2 separate regions of the Triticum aestivum genome follow, and region 2 is linked to region 1. The links are chromatin contacts, called in public Hi-C maps. All regions are on one chromosome and are shown on one strand. The core of a region is the stretch at or near the end of the contact, and the rest is flanking DNA. Distances in the headings are between cores, read along the strand shown.

Region 1 (3,395 bases), core at 518-3,017:
CTTCTTCGGCTTCGGATGGCCTACGGTCCACCTCGCAAATTTCCGGCGTGTCGCCGTTCTCGGCCTCGTCGGTCGTGCGACCGGTGGCGGTGGCGCTGAGCGGGCCGGAAAATGAGCTGGTGGTATCGACATCGTCCGCCGTCGGCGGGTCGGCCACTTTGGGGAAGGTGAGCGAGTGCTCCAGGTCGGTGGAGTAGTCGTCGCGGAGCGACCACCGCCGCGCCGGAACGATGCTGACGATGCCGATGCTGCGCGCGACCGCGGAGCGCTCGAGCGCGCCGAGGCTGGCCTTCTTGACGAACAGCCCGGCGAAGCCCGAGGGGTTCTCGCCGAACACCTTGAAGAAGTTGCAGACGATGAAGTCCGGGCGGAGGAGGGAGAGGCCGAGGGTGTCGAGGTCCTTGGCGCCGAGCGCGCACGCGTCCAGCGCCACGTGCCACCCCTGCTCCGCCGCGGCGCTCATCCAGAGGTACGGGTACCTCGCGCCGGTCATGCGGGACACCAGCGGAAACACGAAGAGCCCGCGGCCGCGCTGCCGCCGCCGCCCACGGAGCAGCTTTTTGCGGAGGTCCGCGGCGTGGACGCGCATGCTCGGCCACGCGAAGCTCGCGTTCATGACCTCCGCGCCGCGGCTGCGCGCGCTCTGAGCCATGGCACCCACCGCCTCGCTCTCGTAGTCGTACACGGAGAGCAGCTTCTTCCTGCCGCCGCCGGGAGTGAAGGAGTAGGATTCTGCCAGCAGCCGGAAGGCCGTGGTCCGGTTCGCCGTGCACACCATGGTGTACTCGTCCTCGGGGATCTTAAGGGACGCCATGATGCGCCTCGTGACGGCGCCGCTGATGCCCCCCGCCGCGGATGCGGCGGCAGTGCCGTCCCCGCATTGCTGCACCTGCGACCGCAGGCTCGCCGACCTGTACGCGATGTCGAAGAAGGGGGGCTGCCACGCCGACGGCTCCGCCGGAGCTGACGTGGACGGCAGCGACGAGTTCATCTGCGCGTGGGAGAAGAGGTTCATCCCGTTGTAGTCCAGGCAGACGTGGCGGTCGAGGTGCCTGTACTCCCCGTCCCTGATCGCGTCCGCCGAGCCGGCTAGCCCGCCGTACTGCGGGAACGCGGAGGCGAACTCCGAGTAGGCCTCAGGGAGCGGCGGGAGGGACTCGTGGTTGGTGAACACCGGCGCCCCGGGGAACAGCCCCGACGCCGCTGACCTGACGAAGTTGTGCCGCGACGTCCTCGCCGACGTGGTCGTGACGGTCGTAACCGTGGCCGTCCGCTTGGCGCGCACCGGCACGCAGCCGGGCATGCACCCGTGCTCGCGGTCCGCAGCCCCATTCGATGCCGACGCCGCCGGCATCTCGCGCTGCTTCTGCTTCTGCCTCTGCCTCCTGTCGTCGTCGCCGGCTGCCGCGTTCTTGCTGCCCCTGGATAAGTACTTTGTGAAGAGGAAGAGCATGGTTGCCTCATGGGCAGGTTGTCGTTGGGCTAGCTAGCTCGGCGCCGGCCGGGCGCGGTCGACGCCGCTGTCTAGGAGCTGTCGGACAGCGACCGGATGGCCGGCCGGCCGCGGCCGCCTCTTTCTGAGCTCCTTGTTTGCTTCGCTAGCTGGTGATGAACGACGATGTGCGCGCCAGTGGCTCTCCTGCTGCCGGGGGAAACCTTTAGTTTCTCCTTGAGCTAGCCAAGTCCACAGGCTCGCGCAGACAGCGACGTAGCAAGAAAGCGTGAAGCAGCAGCACCCATCTGGTTCATGGAGGCTGGTATGCAGTTCCAGTCAATGAGAAACCGCTGAATGACAGATGATTATATAGGATGATGGATGAGTATTAGCCCTTTTTAATCTGGCCTGGATGATTGTCTTCAACCTGAACATGCATTCACTTGTATGATGATGGATGGTAAACCAGAGCAGACAGAGTTGCTTTCCCATTCCCCCGGATTCATGGATTTTTACGAGGTAATAGCACCCCAGATCCACAAACTTGCACAGAATGTGATGTTTTAGTTCAAAACTTGCAAAATGTTACTGAGGACTCCCACAATTTGACACCCTATGTGATGTTTTGGTCCACAGCCAATTACAACATGACAAGTGGCAGTCTAGAGGGTGGACCGGTCAGCTCTTGCAATTTTGCACAAAGGCCCCTGCCGTTTCCTCGATTCAGCAATGTTACAGAGCTCATGACCAAGATCGCTACGACGCCAACTACACTCTGCTCAACAACAGGTTTGCATGTGAATGCGATGCATTTGGTCGATCTGGTTAGCTACCTGGGTTCTCGGAGAGCATGAGGTTGGTGAGGAGCTTGCGCCTATCTGAAACCAATTTACAGAAGCAATCGATCTAAGTTACAGATTAACCCGCTACCACAAAAAATTCAGTCTGAAACCAACAAGCTAGATTCATATGCGACCATCAACAATTCAGTAAAGCATCGCAATACTGTTCGTTTTTGTTAAACTGAACTGACGAGACTGAACAACTAGCACGATTTCAGAACTGACCACACCGTGTAGTAGACAGACATATAATTTAGAAGACCTGAGACTCTGTCCAATTCCAATCGGCTGCTGCTTTCGATCTGAACTAGATACTGAAACAAACAGATTCGATCAACCCGCGACCGTCTACGACCGAAGCAGAATTCGGGTCCCGCACAGACCAGACAGCGATCGCGCTGGGAGGGGGGGTGGGAGTCTGCGAGAGGGGATCGATGGATCGGTGGTATGCATATCCTGAAGGACGTAGGCGACCTTGGCGGAGTCGGAGTAGCTGGGAAGCGACATGCCGCCGGCGGCGAGCGAGAGCTTGGCGGCGCCGATGGAGGCGACGCCGAGCATGGGCAGCTCGGCGGGGCTCCACTCGTAGTAGGCGCCGCCGTAGGCCTTGGCCGGCTGCCTCGGGGTCAGATCCACCGCCATCGAAAAAGGAGAAGCTGCTACGATCGATCGAGAGGTCGGTTGGTTGGGGGGTTGGAGGGTTGCCGGGAGCTGGAGGGCGTGATCGTATCGCCGTATCGGTGCAACGTAGCGGAGCCGCCACGCCGCGTCGTCGTTCCACAGCCTCGCGTGCGTCGGCCTCGCCGACAAGTGCGGCGCGGGCGCGGCGGGCCATCTCTACGGCCCGAGCAGAGGCATCAGCGCGACCCCTGTGAGGCTGCTCCCCGCGGCCCCTGCGAGGCTGCTTGCGTCGACGTCGGCACGCTGGAGTTCCGGTCCGTGGTGGAGCCCGTCAGCCGCATCCAGCCGGCGCTCGCCACCCGCCCCGGATCATACTTCTTCCTCGCCAACTGCACCGGCATCGACACGCGGAAGCACGAGGTGTACTGCACGGTGGCGGCCGGCGGCGAGCAGCTGCCCACCAACCCCTACCGCTTCAGGGTGGCCTACGACAAGCT
Region 2 (3,395 bases), core at 301-2,800, 120 kb after region 1:
TCAGAATTGTTTATTGATTTTGAAAAAAAAGTTCATAAAATTAAAAAAATCACGAATTTTTAAAAAAGGTTCAACAATTCTGGAAAAAAAATCATCAAATTTGGAAAAAAAGTTCACTGAAATTTGAAAAAAAAAACATTGATTTTGAAAAAAGTTCTTCGATTTTAAAAAATGTTTTAAGCTTTTGAAAAAAGGTTCATCGAAATTGAAGAAAAGTCCATTGAATTTGAAAAAAAGTTAATCAAAATTCAAAAAAAGTTCAAGTATTTTGGAAAAAAAGTTCATCAATTTTACAAAAATAAGAGTTCACGTATTTGCAAAAAAAATCATTGGGCTAGGAAAAATAGAAAAACTAGAAAACAAAAAAGGAATAAAAAGGAAAATGCAAAAAAGGAAAGGAAAAGGAAAAAAGGAATAAATAAAAGACAAATAGGTTAAAAGGATAGCACATTTGTGTTGGTTGGCGGGGTGGTAACACTAGCCAACCTTCAACGAGGAGGTCGTAGTTAGAATCCTTCAATACAGCGCTAAATAAGAATCACCAATCACCGGGTTCCATATATAGCTCGTAGGGTGCCGCTGAACGACCTGGCGCGCACCCCCCTCGCGTGCTGGGCGTTTGTATGGGCCCGCCAATATCCCATTATTTTTTTTGGTTTCTTCTTTTTCTTTTTTCCTTTTTTGTTTCCATTTTTCTTTTCTCTTTTCTTTCTAAATTCACGAACTTTTTTGTATCAAATTCAAAAAATGTTCATCAATGTTTAAGAATGCTCAAGGTTCAAAAAATGTTCATAAAATTCACTTTTTGTATTCACCGGATTAAAAAAAAATCATCAAAATTCAAAATTTGTTCATCGAATTTTAAAACTTTTCATCAAATTTGATATTTGTTCATCGATTTCAAAACTTATTCACCAATTCAAAATTTGTTCGTCGATTTTAAAAATTGTTCATCAATGGATAAAAATGCTCAACCATTCAAAAACTGTTCATAAAGTTCATTTTGTTATTCACCGGATTGAAAAAATGTTCATCAAATTTGATATTCGTTCATCATTTACAAAAATTCAAATTCAAAATTTGTTCAATGATTTCAAAAATTGTCCATCAATTTCAAAAATTGTTAATCCATTTTTTCAAAAACAATTCTCGAATACAAAATTTGTTCATCAAGTTTAAATAATGTTCATCTTATTAAAATTTTGTTCAGTAACTATAAAAATGTTAATCATTATTAAAAGTACTCATGTATATTTGTTCATAGATATAAAAAAATTTCATCAAAACAAAAAATTACTCATTAAAATTCCAAAAATGTTTATTATTTTGAAATCACGAACATTTTTTTACAAAATTTTCTTTTCGAAATTTGAGACTTTTATAAATTACGAATTATATTGAAGAAGATAAATAAATAAAATTAGAAAAGAAAAACGAAAAGCAAAAAGAGTAAGAAAAACGAATTAAAAAAGCTGGGGCGTTCAGCCCCGCTCATGAGCCGGCCCCCTAGGGGCGCACGGGAGCGGAGGGGCGCGCGCTGGCATGTTTGCCAGCGCGTCACGCGCCATATAGGAGGTCTCGCCAATCACACACACCATGGTGAGCGTGGTTATGTCCCACTTGTAGCGAGCCTGTTTTTGGCTGGCCCAGTAGGAAATGAAATTCTTCATATCCCGCATGTTAGCTCATTAGTTAATTTATTTATTTCCCTATTTTTAATTTCGTTTATATTTCAAGTTACTCTAAACATATATATTTGAAAAATTAATTTACATAAATTTTTCAAATGGACATCATGCATTAAAATGTTCGTTAATGATGAAAAAAAATCAGAAAATTTAGTAAATAGTTTTTCCATTTAAAAACTATTCACAATTATAAAATTTTGTCCATGATATTTGTTTTTCAAAAAGTATAATAAATTATTTGTGTAATTTGTAAACAAATGTCTATACCTATCAAAAAACTGTTCATGGCACTTCAAAATGTTTGCACATTTAAAAATATATTTCACCACATTTTAAAAATTATGCAGTTTAGGTCAAAGCCCATAACATACAAAAAATGTTCATACCATTTAAAAAAATTCTAACATTTATTAGTTGTTTGCACACTGTAATAAAGAAATCATGACACTAAAGAAAATGTTCAACGTGTATTAAAAGATGCTCACTATGTATTTAAAACATGTTGAATGTGCATGTTTCAAATGGTCAACACGTATTCCAATACATTGCTCAACATGTATTTGAAAAAAACATGTGTCTAAAAATGTTTAACATGTATATGGAAATGTTCAACGTGTATTAAATAAAAAGTGAACATGTATTTGAAAATGAATAAAATAAAAATGAATGAAAAACATGAATAAGAAAACCACCAAAAACCAATAGAGAAAAGCACTGAAAAGAAAAATAATAATAGAAAAATTGCATGAAATCTTCCTAAAACCCAGCGAACCTAGTTGGATGGTTCCGCCAATTGTTGGTTAGAAGCTTCACAAAACCGCTCCTCGGCCAGCCCACTAAAGTCTGTTGTTGGCAACGCTTGAGTAGTGCTCATAATTAGGGAAGTATAGCACGAGCGAACCGAACCAATGTCGATCATGCAAGCCCTTGTTTTCCAAAACGCAAGACGGACGTTGGTAATATACCCATTCATATTGACGTTCTTATCTCTGCCTAATATTAATGGGAGGATTGTTTTTCCAAAAAAAATCGTTTACGTGGGACCAAAATAATTTTTCGTCCGTCGGCACGATTTCTCGTTCGGGAGTTATCTTTTTTTTTTGACGGGTAACTAGGGACTTTATTAAGCAGTAATCAACATCGGAATACAAATAATGTCTGGTAATGTCCCTAGCCAAATGTGGCGACCTACAGCAAGAGAAGTTGCCGCTTTAGCCAGTGCATGTGCTTCGAAGTTATTCTCCCTGTGTTCAAACTTGAATTTTACATGGTGGAACTCCCTCCTCCTCTCCAATATTTCATGCAGAACTGGTGCATAGTGGGTTGCAGCTCCTGTGTCTATCTTGTTCACGACTTCCAGGCAATCAGACGCGATAAGCAGGCGAGTGAGATTAAGGTCCACATCAAGTGCTAATGCCTCATTGCACGCATGCGCCTCCAGTGCAGCAGCATTGTTCAAACCCTCAAAGACCACTGCCGACGCCCCCAAGAAAATGCCTTCCTTGTCCCTGAAAATCACAGCTGCTGCACCAAAATGACCATGCCTCGATATGCCTCCATCAACATTGAACTTTGCTGCATCTTCCTCCGGCGGTAGCCACGCTTTGGCATGTGGCCGGGTCCCAGCAGCCATCGCAGCACTTGGATTCCCCCTCTTCTCTGCAATCTCTAGATCCTGAAGATACCGTGTGATGAAACAGAAAGTAG

The links. Hi-C and Micro-C count contacts between places; a contact is called where the count stands out from the background.
Region 2: a Hi-C map of leaf shows a contact between it and region 1, with 5 times the contacts expected there. The contact joins the enhancer-like site here to the promoter of LOC123156161 in region 1. A contact is called at or near these places in 2 of 5 Hi-C or Micro-C datasets (both in leaf) and 1 of 1 datasets of contacts at active chromatin or transcription factors (leaf).

Annotation. Positions count from the first base shown.
Region 1 is chr7B:246,284,719-246,288,113 of IWGSC CS RefSeq v2.1, forward strand. LOC123156161 reads right to left here and starts at 1,768. Exons shown (of 1, transcript XM_044574329.1): 1 at 1-1,768. The coding sequence starts at 1,453. It also overlaps the pseudogene LOC123156164.
Region 2 is chr7B:246,406,536-246,409,930 of IWGSC CS RefSeq v2.1, forward strand. No RefSeq gene overlaps it. Among protein-coding and RNA genes, the nearest start is that of LOC123156161, 120 kb to the left of the region's middle. Within about 2 kb of position 1,551, at least 1 of the 8 cell types and tissues checked has an H3K27ac peak or open chromatin away from gene starts, as enhancers often do. A contact at or near this core is called in leaf, where this site is marked.